Linked DNA regions of Danio rerio: region 1 is linked to region 2. Evidence: chromatin contacts called from public Hi-C data. All regions are on one chromosome and are shown on one strand. The core of a region is the stretch at or near the end of the contact, and the rest is flanking DNA. Distances in the headings are between cores, read along the strand shown.

The links. Hi-C and Micro-C count contacts between places; a contact is called where the count stands out from the background.
Region 1: a Hi-C map of an unstated tissue shows a contact between it and region 2, with 2.5 times the contacts expected there. The contact joins the promoter of sod1 here to the enhancer-like site in region 2.

What each region holds. Positions count from the first base shown.
Region 1 is chr10:30,635,612-30,642,343 of GRCz12tu, forward strand. sod1 (superoxide dismutase 1, soluble) reads right to left here and starts at 1,862. Exons shown (of 5, transcript NM_131294.1): 1 at 1,723-1,862; 2 at 69-165. The coding sequence starts at 1,794. It overlaps scaf4a (SR-related CTD-associated factor 4a), which reads right to left. Exons shown (of 20, transcript XM_690795.9): 16 at 6,732; 17 at 6,494-6,647; 18 at 6,334-6,414; 19 at 6,124-6,210; 20 at 3,245-4,845. The coding sequence ends at 3,791.
Region 2 is chr10:30,588,414-30,594,773 of GRCz12tu, forward strand. All of the region lies in intron 3 of tiam1a (TIAM Rac1 associated GEF 1a), which reads right to left. Among named protein-coding and RNA genes, the nearest start is that of tiam1a, 34 kb to the right of the region's middle. Within about 2 kb of position 1,563, at least 4 of the 62 cell types and tissues checked have an H3K27ac peak or open chromatin away from gene starts, as enhancers often do.

The DNA.
Region 1 (6,732 bases), core at 612-3,111, 47 kb after region 2:
AATGAAGCGATATAAATCATCATGTGGGCCATAATAATCGCTAAATGTTCAGTTTGACCACTCCTTACCGTTTGTGTTGTCACCAAAAGCATGGACGTGGAAACCATGTTTTCCTGGAGTAAGGCCAGTAATTTCACCAGTCACCTTGACTGGCTTCTTTTCACCCTAAAACATACAGATCCATTGTGTGGTTAACAACGGTTTCATATCACTTCAGAAAACATGGTTTCATATCATTTCACAAAACAAAAGCGCAGTTAACCAAGTTATGCTTGGCTGCAAAACACATCATACAGACAATTTGTTTCCAAATGTACACCTGGAATGCACTGCATGTTTATCTCAACACGGAATCAAAAGTGACAATATGCTTATTTTGCTTTCTTGCAATGTCACTTATTTTATGAGAGGTTTATCAATACAAGTCATAAATCACCCAAGCTCAACTAATAGAAAACCACAACATTCAAATCAATTCATGGAAAAAAAAAAATTTTTTACTCTTCAACCTTTGTCCTCGTTACAGACATTTTACTCAGATATACATTAAAATATGGAAGAAAAGATCATGAAACTTGTTTTAATAGATTTGAGTAATAAAAAAAATAAATTTAAAAAATCAAAACATGCCTCGATGACATATTGAATACTTGATTGAGGTAAAGTTGGTTTTACATCCGCACATTCATTCAGTGAAAACTTATGAAATACCCCCTATATTTTTATATTTTTTTACTTTCAATATTTGGTATGAACGCAAGTTTAACTTTAAAACAACATTAGCACAAATAGTTTGATAGTGAACAATGTTGTACTTTGAAAGTGATTATATGATTTACTATTTAGAATTTTAATTGATTTTCTTTGGTGAAATTATATTATTAAGGAGAAAGACTGAATATGCAAATATACAACTAACTTTACCTCAACAGATACTTGAAGCGCTGCTGGATAAAATACAGAAGAACTTCACAATTTAAACATTAAATTATTATAGGGAAGGCTAAAGACAAATTAAAACAATATAACGAGATTTGGGACTAACACAAACAGTAAATAGCGCTTAACAGCAAGTAAATGTGTATTCAGATGCCACACCAATACAGTAATAAGCTCTATCAGCATTTAAAGCGTGCTGTGATCTCTGTCCTATTTGGCAAAATTATGACTGCAAACAGAGATAGAGGAGCATGAGTCAGCAAACCTTTCCCCTTGTAGTAAATTCTTAAGACTTTCGATAAAGTAAATACCTCAAGAACCTACAGGCAACCTACGCTACAAAGTCTCAATATCAAACTCAAACGCATGGCGGTTCAAGGTTTGCATGTAAGTTAACGTCTGCTATTGAGGAAGCATATGCGTTAATTAGTTTGCGCGTGCATGGGGGGGCGTAGACCTGCCATCTTATCAAAGGTCATTTCTGAGCTGCTTTCAGCGGTTTATTATGGGATGCGACATTGCACAAAATATTAGTAATAGGATGTACAACTCAACATTGTGTTTTTAAACATGTTCGGTCATTTATATTTGCATTGCATTCGCACAGCAAATTCCGTGCAATTGCATGCTACTCTATCATCATGCATACGTAAAAATATGACAACAGACGTCTTCAATCTCGATCATGGAGTGCGTAGTAGTTTCATGCTAGCTCGACGCGCGCGCTGCTCTCCTGCTACATGAACGTCATTTCAAATATGGATCAAAACAGACATTTTTTACCTCTTGATTGAAATAGACGGTGCCGGTCACTTCACCGGTGCCTTTAAGCACACAAACGGCCTTGTTCACCATGCTGACTGTAGATTATGCAAACTGAGAAGTTGTGAGAGAGTGAAAGAAACCGACTGTGTTTGATAAGAGGAGGCACGTGAGCGGAATCGACCAATGAGGAGGCAGAAAAGAGCGGTGGATGCTGATTGGTTCAAAGTCTGGCGTGTCACGGTGTCATAAGGTATCGTTTTGAATGAACTTGTGGAACCAGTTACTTTAGTTATTTTATTAGTTATATAAACTGACACTGAAAGTAAACTCTTGTCACTTTTCTTGCCATTTTAATTACATTTACGACACGGCGGCTTAATGGTTAACACTGTCGCCTCACAGCATGAAGATTGCTGGTTCGAGTTACAGCTAGCTTAGTTGGCATTTCTATGTAGAGTTTGCATGTACTCCATGTGTTGGCGTGGCTTTCCTCCGGTTGCTTCGGTTTCCCCTACATGACAAAGACATGCACTATAGGTAAATTGTATTAACTAAATTGGCCATAGTGTATGTGTGAATGAGTGTGTTTGGTTGTTTCCCAGTACTGAAACAGCATCCGCTTAGTAATAAAATATGCTGAATAAGTTTCTGTCTCGTTCCATTGTGGCCACCCCTGATGAATAAAGGGACTACCCCGAAGAAAAATGAATGAATGAAGTTTCTGAATAACATCCTTTTCTTGCTCAATGCAAGTCACTTTGAAAAAAAAAAGTAAGAGTAAAAGTTAAACCAGTTAAACTTAGATTTTCAGACAATAAAAGAAGTTATAACAATATCTTTCTCATTATTTGTTACAGTATAAATATTTCTGATCATAAAGTGGTTTCAATAAGAATGTACATCACATGTATTATTTTGGCTACCTATGTGGTACATTCAAAGGTACAGGACACCCAAATATGAAGATTCTGTCATTTACTTACCTTCCACCTGTTGCAAACCTGTTTGAATTTCTTCTGTTTAACGATCTTCGAAGAATGTTAGAAACCGGTGGGCATTGAATTTTATGTAATTGGTCCCTACTATGGATATATAAGGCTACCAGTTTCCAGTATTCTTTAAAATATCTATACTCATGTGCTTTACATCAGACAAAAAGCTCACACATTGATTGAACCACTTGAAGTTGAGTGAATAGTTAGTACATATAGTTATTTGGCTCAAATTACACAGTCCTATAGTATTATTCTTTAAAAAAGGAATATATCAAAACCATGTTTGTCACTTTGACCTTGGCATTTGGTCACATGCATCCTCAAATTCTACAGTCATGCCCTATTCATATACATATACTGTAGACATCCTATTCAAACCATTACAAATGGTTTTGGTACAGTGTCACATGATAACTACCACAAATCATAATAAAACTGGTTAAATATAGTTAAAAGCTCAGAAAAAGCTCAGTTTTTTTATTCATGATTAGTTTTAAATGCACGACTAGAATAAATGTTAAAAACAAGTTGCATAAACCAGTTCATTCATTTGGTATGAAAATATTTTATTAAAACCACCTCCTGTCGCTGAAATATTTGGAGTTCCTATCTCCAAAAACTTAAAAATGATAAAAACATCTTGTGTCGTTTTTTTTTTTTTTTTTTTTGAATGTTGTAAACATTAAGTTAAAAACATTACAGCAAAAGGGTCTTAATGTCATATTTTAGTCAGCGTTTCCAAATATTAAACTCAACAGGGATATCATTGGAAAAAAAAAAAGCCAGTCAAAATCTACAAACATTATTGGAGTAATGTTAGCATATGTACAGCAAACAATTAATCGTTTCTTTTCCTTATCTTCAGTTTTAATACAACATTCAAGCTTCATTGAGGTGGGACAATAAATTCACAAGGCAACGCTCCACGTTTGCCAAAACACAAATTTGAAAAACTTGGTTTGTGATGACGAAGCAATCCTCATATGCATAAAGCGTCCCACAACAGTTGGACTTTGCTTTTTAGCCAGCAGTATTCAAGATTAGCACTGACACAGAAGAAGCTCATGTGGTCTTAATGAGTAAAGAAGCCTCTACGACTCCTCTTTTTGTGTTTGTTCTTCAGATTTGTTCTCTGCTATGGGTTCTGAAGCTTCCGAGTCTGCTGTAGCTGCAGCAGAAGGTGCTGGAACATCTGGCTTGGCTTCAGCAAGTTCTTTAGTAGGGTTTGCACTGGGCTCGTTGGTATTTGCTGAGAGTCTCTCATTGGGTTCCTCGCCGGCCAGACCCAATCGATCGAGTCTATCGTCGCGGTCCCAGCGTGTGCTCCTCTCTCTGCTCCCTGCGGGCCGCTTGGTCCGTTCTTCACCATCGCGGCCTCGTTCCCGCTCTCCAGTATCGCGTCCTCGTTCCCTCTCTCCACCTTCGCGTCCTCGTTCCCGCTCTCCACCATCGCGTCCTCGTTCCCGCTCTCCACCATCGCGTCCTCGTTCCCTCTCTCCACCATCACGTCCTCGTTCCCTCTCTCCACCATCGCGTCCTCTTTCCCTCTCTCCACCATCGCGTCCTCGTTCCCTCTCTCCACCATCACGTCCTCGTTCTCCATCTGGACTTCTCCTCCAGCGTTCCTCCCTGCGTTCTCTTTCCCACCCACCTGGTTTCTCTGGCTCCTCGTGCCATCCTCCAAACCGCTCACGTCCATCTGGTCTTTCCCCACCACGTCCCTCACCAAAAGGCCGTCGTCCTCCAAACCAGTCCTGCTCTCGGCCTCTTCCTAATCCGGGACGTTCTCCTCTAAAAGGTCGAGCCTCATGATCATTTGGCCCCTCAGGCCTTGGTAAGCTCGGCCTCATAAAGTGAGGTCCGGGAGGTGGGAACGGTCCCCGGATGCCATGAGGTGGAGGAGGCATGCTGAAACCACCCGGTGGAGGTTCGCGGTGCATCATCTGAGGTGGACCCCTGGGTGGCATCATCTGTGGTGGCATGGGTGGCATGCCTGCCCGAGGTGGGGGAATGGGGAATCGCTGCATGTGCGGAGGTGGCATCCCCGGGGGCCGCTGAAGAGGCATCATACCTGGCCTTGTGCCAAGAAGACCAGGAGGAGACTGCATGCCCATCCCTGGTGGAGCTCCAGGAGGCACCTGGTTTCCTGCAGCATTAATGAAGACAAATTACTTAAATGAAAATCATTCTTACAGTTTATTCAGAAAATATGAATTCTGCCTGTTCACATTAAGCTAAAGCCAAAGATGTTTCTATGTGGTGGACATTTTAAGAGAGACTTCTGAGAGAGATTTCAATGATGCAGATGTAATTGTAAAATTTAGACATAGACATTTTATTTAGACATAAGAGTTTCTGGTTTTACACGAATGCACATCTGAGAAAAGAATGAATAAATGGATTTCAGAAAACAAAACGAGTCGTTTTTTTTGATACAAGGTCATAATTGTTGATGATTCCTTTCAAATATTTTAAAGGGTCATGAAACCCCCCTCTTTCGGTTCAAGTCTACCTCAGAATTTCTTTTTCAAAAAATGCTTCATGATGAATGTGGAGCGCTGCGAGCACCGGGAAGAGTGGGCTTGACTGGTGGCAGGGGAGAAAGAAGGTAGCAAACAACTGTAGTCAGTTGGCTCACAAAATGAGACCAATCGTGAGGAGACCCATGATTTCATAGTTTACAAAGTTAAAATGCAAAGAAATAAACGGAAATTTAATGCCCTGCTAAATATGTTATTTGTTATTTCATAACGCATAACCACAATTTGTTCTATCATTATAAAGATAATCATATAAACACTATAAACCAATATATATATATATATATATATATATATATATATATATATATATATATATATATATATATATATATATATATATATATATATATATATATATATATATTTTCCAACCAATAGCCCTGTCGGCTAATCTAGAGAATTTTAAACATGTGCGAACACAGCAGCACAGATAGACAATGTGTCTGAATGGTAACAAACTCAACTGATAAAAGACAGTCCACATTCTCCAATAAGAAAGATGGACTTCGATAAGAAAACTCAGCTGTGAATAATAAAGCGAAACTGACGCATCATTACTCCACTAGCAGATTGGCACTACGTCATCGATTTTGATCCTGCCCCAAAAATTATTTTAAACCCCGAAGATGAAATTAGCTGACAAAAACTCAAAAGTATCCAGTTTTTCCCACAATTAAACTAACAGGTGCTAAAGTTCTCTTAACTGATGTTCAACACACACAAATCTGTTAAAATAGCAAAACAAGTACTGCAGGGTCTCTTGAACCTTTAAAGCTAATTCTATAGAATTTTGTATTAAAAAAACAAATATTTTGGGGGAAAAAAACTATGTACAGTTTAAAGAAATATCTAGTGTTAAATAAATCTATACATAGACCCACCTGAGTTGAACACATCTGCTCCATCAGTGCTGATTTTTGGGCCCAGACCTGCTGAATCATTCGACAGGTTTTCAACAGAGCTGCCAACTACAGCGATTAAAAAGGCAAAATGAGATTAGTATGACTGTCTCAATATTACACAGGAAGAATTACTGCTGAAATCCATACCATTAAATTAAAGCTAAAGTGTATAAATTGAAGACTGCCCACCTGGAGGCATCCCGATGCCTGCTGTAGGTGGAGGAGGGCCAGCAGCACCCATATGGGGCATGGCACCCGGTGGGAGAAATCCTGAAAGAAAAAAACTATACGTGTTGGAAAATGGACACAAACATCTATAATTAATGCTGTGTGAGTATTATTTCTATACCTGGTGGCATCTGCATGGGGTTAAAGGCTGGCCGCATGAAGGGACCTGGAGGTGGAGGAACACCAGGTGGGAATGAGGGTGGTGGGATGTTCATGTGTGCTGGGAATCCCGGAGGTGGGACACCGACTGCTCCTATTGGCTGGACAGGAGGAACCTGATGATGAATAATTAAAAAAAGAATAAATAAATAGTACAAACCCAAACTTGAATGCATATGAATCAGGCAATGTTGCTTTACC
Region 2 (6,360 bases), core at 313-2,812:
AGCGTTTTCCAAATCCATTGTGAACATCCGCAAACTGCATCACAAACTTGTATGTTTCCAACTAAACCTCTAGAACTGTGGTTAGAAGCATAGTTGGTTGTGTTCTATTCCCAGTTATCCCCCCTATGGCCTATTCATTCAGAACATTCCAACATTTAAACTCAGAATGATTTTTTAAAAATCATCTCCCTTAGGTGTAATTTGCTTTCAAAATACTTTTACAGTTTCAGGTTTAGTGATCTTTATGTTAACAATTGCATTGCATTCGTAGTGCACTTTGAAAACCATTTTTGAATTTTAATGCGGAATTTACATTTCCAAAGTTTGTGAAAACAAAAATATGTAGCACACGTTAATGCTTTTAATATATAGTAGGCTATTTATTAAGTATCTGTTCTGTATATGACATAGGCCTGTTGGTTAGAACATTTCTGCAGTGGTTTGAAAGTATCAAGTTGTAAAAGTAGACCTTAAAAAAAAAAAATTATATATATAAAATTATATATATTATTATATATAAATATAAATATAAATTATATATATATTATTATATATAAAATTATATATATATATATATATATAATTATATATATATATATATATATATATATATATATATATATATATATATATATATATATATATATATATATATATATATATCCTACTTAATAATAGTAATAATAATATATTTTAAATTAGTTAAAATTACTTTTTTAATTACTTAATTAATTAATTACTTTTTTTTGAGACTTTTTAAAACCCAGCGGAAACCCTGTGTATATAAGTGGTGTATTTTATTTACATTAAAAGATCATAAAGCAGTATTGTCACCTTATTTCTGGCATATTTGTTTGCATAGCAATAGACTACAATGCTAAACAACAGATGCTACTAAAGGAGCATGTATGTAGAAAACAAAAAGGGTCCCAAAACAGAGCCTTGTGGTAAGCTGTATTTATAGAGTTACAATCAGCTGTTTATGTTTTACAGCAATGTACCAAACATTAGATGTGCTATATACACACAAAAAAGCTGTGATTTTATTATTGGTTTAATAACCCATAAGATTAGTGGACCCTAAAGGGGAAAAACAAGTTTAGTTTTACAACAGCATATGGCTACTTTTAGAAGTATTTTACGATAGTATTTAAATATAATACTATAACACTTGTGATATTTTAATGTTAAACTGCCTGGAGAATGTTCAAGAGTCTAATCTGTCTTGAACGGGACCACTGTGCCCCCAGGCAGCAAGTTTGTATGTCTTTATATTATTGTAATCCTCTGACCCTGCTGTATGTAAAAGAAACAGTGAAGCTTCACAGCCTGTGCATTTGTGCCGCATAGTGCTGGAATCACCAAAAAAGCTTTAGCTGAAAGCAAGAAGCTGCTTTTATCCATACACACAACCTCTCCTCTGTGCCAAACAAGCGGAAGAGGCTCAACAAAACCTGCACCCGCATGCCACAAGGCAAGAATGAAGACACTCGAGTCTCTACTTATAAGAGAACTAATTTAGAAAGTAAAATAGACCAGCATGCAGTGGCAGTCGATCCTTTCAGACTGAGATCAGATCTCTTCCAGGTCAGTAGAGGATACTGAGAGAGCCAATCTTTTCTCCCTCTTTGACCCGTGCGGCAGAGGAGTCTCTTTTGTACTTTGCCTGAAAGGAGGTTAGTCACAGAGGCAGGAGCAAGTTGGATTAAGTCGCATTAAAGAAATAACTCACCTAAAAATGCAAATGCAACACAAAGGTGAACTTCTGAAGACAATCCCTGCCACTATTTTTAGTAAAATAAAAGTTAATGATGACTTCAGCTGCCAATCTCTAAAATGATAAGGAAAATCTAAATGGTATGAAAGTAAAACCATAGTAAATTTTAGGGTGACATTTTTTAAAATAAACAAATAATAATAATAATACTCATTAAAGTCCTGTTATAAATTGAAAACAACTATTACAAATCAGATTCTAAATCACAGGTCCTATATAAGCAACCCAGGCTCATTATGATTATGTACCCCTCTATACATTTCTGGAGAGAGCAAAATATGTCCCAGGAGCTACATTTTTGCACAAACTCTAGAAAAGACGCAATATGCGAATAGCTCCTAAAAGGCCACCGACATTTGCAATCTCCAGCAGTTGATCATCTTGCACAGACATACTGGATTCACCTGATTTGTTGACAAATGGGTTGTGGATTCATCCCTGGAAAGTTCGTAGGTCCTTCACTTGGCCCTTTTCTCTCAGCAAAAAAACTTTCCAAAGACGTGTGTTTCTTGCTTATTTTGCGGCTTGTGTTTTAAATTTGGTTGTTCAAGTGACCCCAGATGTAGGCGACAGAATATGGTTATTTTTTAAAATAAATGACTTTTCAAAATAAAAGATCGTTCAGACTTAGATAATAAATAAAATAGAAATAATTAATGAATTCTTGTGTGGCCCAGTACCAACTGATCCATGAACCGGTACCAGTCTGCGGCCCGGTGGTTGAGGACCACTGTTTTAAAAAGCAATGCAGAAAAAGAAAAGCCTATTGATTTTTACCACATTTTCAGATTTTACCACATTCTCACACTGTTTTTTACGTCTTTATATCATTTTTTAGCTTTTGTTTTTGTTTTACTTGCTTTCTCGAACCATTGTTCACCGGACTCAAACCCCATTATCGCGGTCAACTCTGCTCTGCGTCCTAAGTCCGCCGACGTGCTTACGGAGTTACCCGACAAACTGGGAAAAGCGGGATAGCTGTCCATATGGAGGTAAACAGCCAGCTGGTAAGCACGAAAAGGAACAGCTTCATATCGCCTCGTAGCATTCGTTTAAAAGATGAACAGCAGCCATAAGTATTTCTGGCTACATAATTTCCGATCTCCAGAAACGCATATAGGGCTACGTTTTCAGAATGAGCCTATGTTGTGTAAAAGCAGCACAAAGAAGAAAACAAAAAAGGTGCCAAAACAGAACCTTGTGGTATCCCTAGATGAAATAACGAATCACAGCCTATTATTTTACTTTAGACAGCATTGCTTGAAATCATTTGACATGTTTAAATGTTCTATAGAAATAAACAAGTTCTTTTTTGGTTTAATAACTGTGAAAGGTTCACAGGGTTAATTCTCTAGCAACCCCCTTCACTTTCCTTGCTTATTCTATCTGGCTCTATTTCTTCAAAACTTCTTGTCAATCGTCTGACTGAAGTCGTTAGGTGAATCAGCAAGTAATCTGTGGTTTGCCTGCAGCTGTGAGGCCCGTCTAAACAGGCTTGTGGTCGGAAGATCTTCGAAGATTAAAGTGATCCAAAATGTGTAAGATCAAGGCCTTTGTTGTGACAGGTAAATTTAAACGCTAAAACGGCTTCTGATTTTGTCTGATAAATTTAGCTGGGAGATGCTTGATCTAGATGTTAACAGTCTATTCACAACTGTGTGCACCCACAAATCACCTTTCTAGACACACTTGCTTCCTGTATCCACACATGCACCGGCGCATTGTTTGTCTTTTGACTTAGCAGGAATCGCTTCCTCGTGGTAAATAACTTCTAAAACAGTGCACATGTGAATCTGTCTTCCTGCATTGGGGTTAAAAATGTCATTTTTCTGGTTCAACAGGATTTAAGGAAGAGATGACATGTACGAACGTCAGAAAGATACATTAACACACCCTTACCGTAGGCCTGTTCTTGCAACAAATTACAGTTAAATTCATTCTATAACATCCCATTATTCTCCTGCTTTTAATAGAAGTTAAAGGTGAAAGTTCAGACATCGTGACCTAAGAGGAAAAATGGTAACACCATAAATGTTTGGCAAGGTTTTGCCATTTCTCTGTGACTTTTTTAGAAATTTCAACCCCACACAGATAGTAAAAGCTCCCCTGACACAAAGAGAGAACAAAATTTGTGGAACAAAGCCACAAATGTATGTTTCCAATTCATTGTTGTATTTCACTACCCCCTCATCATCTCCTCCTGGAGGTCTACGCTTACACAACCACAGTCAAGTGCTAATATTGAAAGAGAAGGACACGCTGAATGAACGGCGGACACGCTGCGTTAAGGGACACCCATTAGCAGGAGACAATAGGGAATATCTGTCAGGTTTCGCACATGCACATCAAACATGAGGATTATAATACCTCATACAAGACATGCTGTTCCTGATGGGATTAAAGAGGACACAAATGTCACAGATAATCTATAATGGTTATATTATTTTCTTGTTTGAGCCATTCTGGTTTCTAGGTTATAACAATGTATAAGCTATCGGTGAGAACAATGAGTGCGTGTGTTTGATCACACAGTACGAAACTACTTTAGAGCATCTGTAACAAGTTTAAAGATAAATACATTAGAATGAATCTCTCTGAAAGACATAGAAGTGTTAAAGAACACAGCCATAATCTCTATACCTAATTAATTTACTGTATGTACAAGAATGCAGCTTTAGAGTTTGTTTATTTCTTTCTGGAAGTTTGAAGTTCTATCAAATTATTATAATTGATTGACTGAAACTTTGTGCTGTTTCTTTCAGGTTTATTTCAGGAATAAATTGCTTAAAAGAACAACGAAAACTGTGAAATTGAATCAATTTAATGCATTCAGGAAATACTATTGGAAATGGAATGATATACTTTTTCATCCAAACACTTTTAATGCTCACAAAACCTTGGCTTCCTCTCTTTATCTGCCCAATCTCTGTCATTAGCTTTGTTAATGTATAAAATACAACCACACGCATTCATGCCTGAACACACATGCCCCATTTCACTTGAATAACCAGCAACTACCGCAAGGTAGTTTTCCCAAAGAATCTCCAGTATTTTGTGTGTTAATAAAGCTGCTCATTGATCTACACCACCAAATCACTACGCTCGGAAATCAATCTGACTTTGTGATAACAGCTCGGTTTAAAGGAAGGAGTGTGTTTATTAAGTCTAAACCCTAGATTAAACAGTATATGACAGGAGCAAGAAGATAAAGTCCAGATATGAGCTCTTAAAGGAGACAGGTAGTCTCTGTCCAACGCGTCTTGGAGGGAAGTCAGTGTGGGAAGAGTGTGGTTTATTGTTTGCACTGTTTGCTCCTAGAGTGAAGTCTTTGTTTGGCCCGTCTGAGTTCCTCCACAGCGCACTCTTCGGTAATTCATTCATAAAGACACTAGACTGTGGAGAGACCTCAGGCGACTGAGGAATCTTGCACCCCGTGTGCCATCTCTGTCTGACTGTGAACAGCTGAGACCTACAATACTGACCCTCTGAACCCAGACAGACTGGTGAAAATGTTAAAAGTCCACTGCATCCTAGTCTGATGATCTCTGTATAGTCTGATAGCCTCTAGTTTAGGTGTCCACACGTAATCTCTTCTAATGTTTTTCTTTGACTTTGTTGTCTCTTTTGACTGGTATCTTTCCTTAGAATCTGAGTTCAGTTGCTTTTTTAGTCTTCTCATCACAATGAATCACATTCCACAGAACTGTAGACCACACACTCCTACACAGAAATACACACTGAACGATCCTGGAGCTGCTCTGTAAAACTTTTAAATGAGGCACATTATTCATGAGGTAGCACAGTGGAAGTTAACAAGGCAGTAAAGCATTTTTACATGCTTAAACTCAGAATTTAAGCACAGAGACACTCAGATTTCATTCAAAATACAAGACAATTTGTGGCACAAGAGCAAAAATAGAAAGCGTTTTACTCTGTCCGGTGAGAAAATTCACACGCACACACAAAGACGGCATGTGTGAGAGAGAATATATACTGACGGATCCTCCTCCTTGGCTTGCAAACAATTCTGTCTGGATAGGGGCTTTACAACCACAGAACCATTTGTCCCAAAACAAACCCCACAAACAACACTGAATATTGATTGTCCAGCATGAGACATGCTCTATGGCAAGTAAACCTTATTAACCTAGTATTGTGGCATTCATCACTGTCAACCGTCCACTAAAGCACAGGCAAAGGGGACTCAACATACAAGACACCAATGTGCAACTGCAAAGGCATCCCTGAAAGGCAGGAAAGCAGCATGAAAATACAATTTGCAGTGTGACATACCTATAGGGTAGATCTTAGGTCCGGTATTGTTTCTTCAGTAAAGTATCCTAACATCAGCACTTTGGATGTCTCCTAGCTCAGTTCCTACAGGTAATGTCTCCTCCAAGTGCTGGCTGTAATCCTGTGAGTCTCTGTGTTTCTCGTCTGTCAGAACTCCACAACACACTCACTCCAACCATGTGAGGATGAGTCTGTCCGCTGAGAGCGCAGAAAGGGGTGTGTGCGCACGCTCTCTCTCTCTATCTCTTTCTCACATTTGCTCAACCCTCCCTATTCCTCCATTTGGTTCT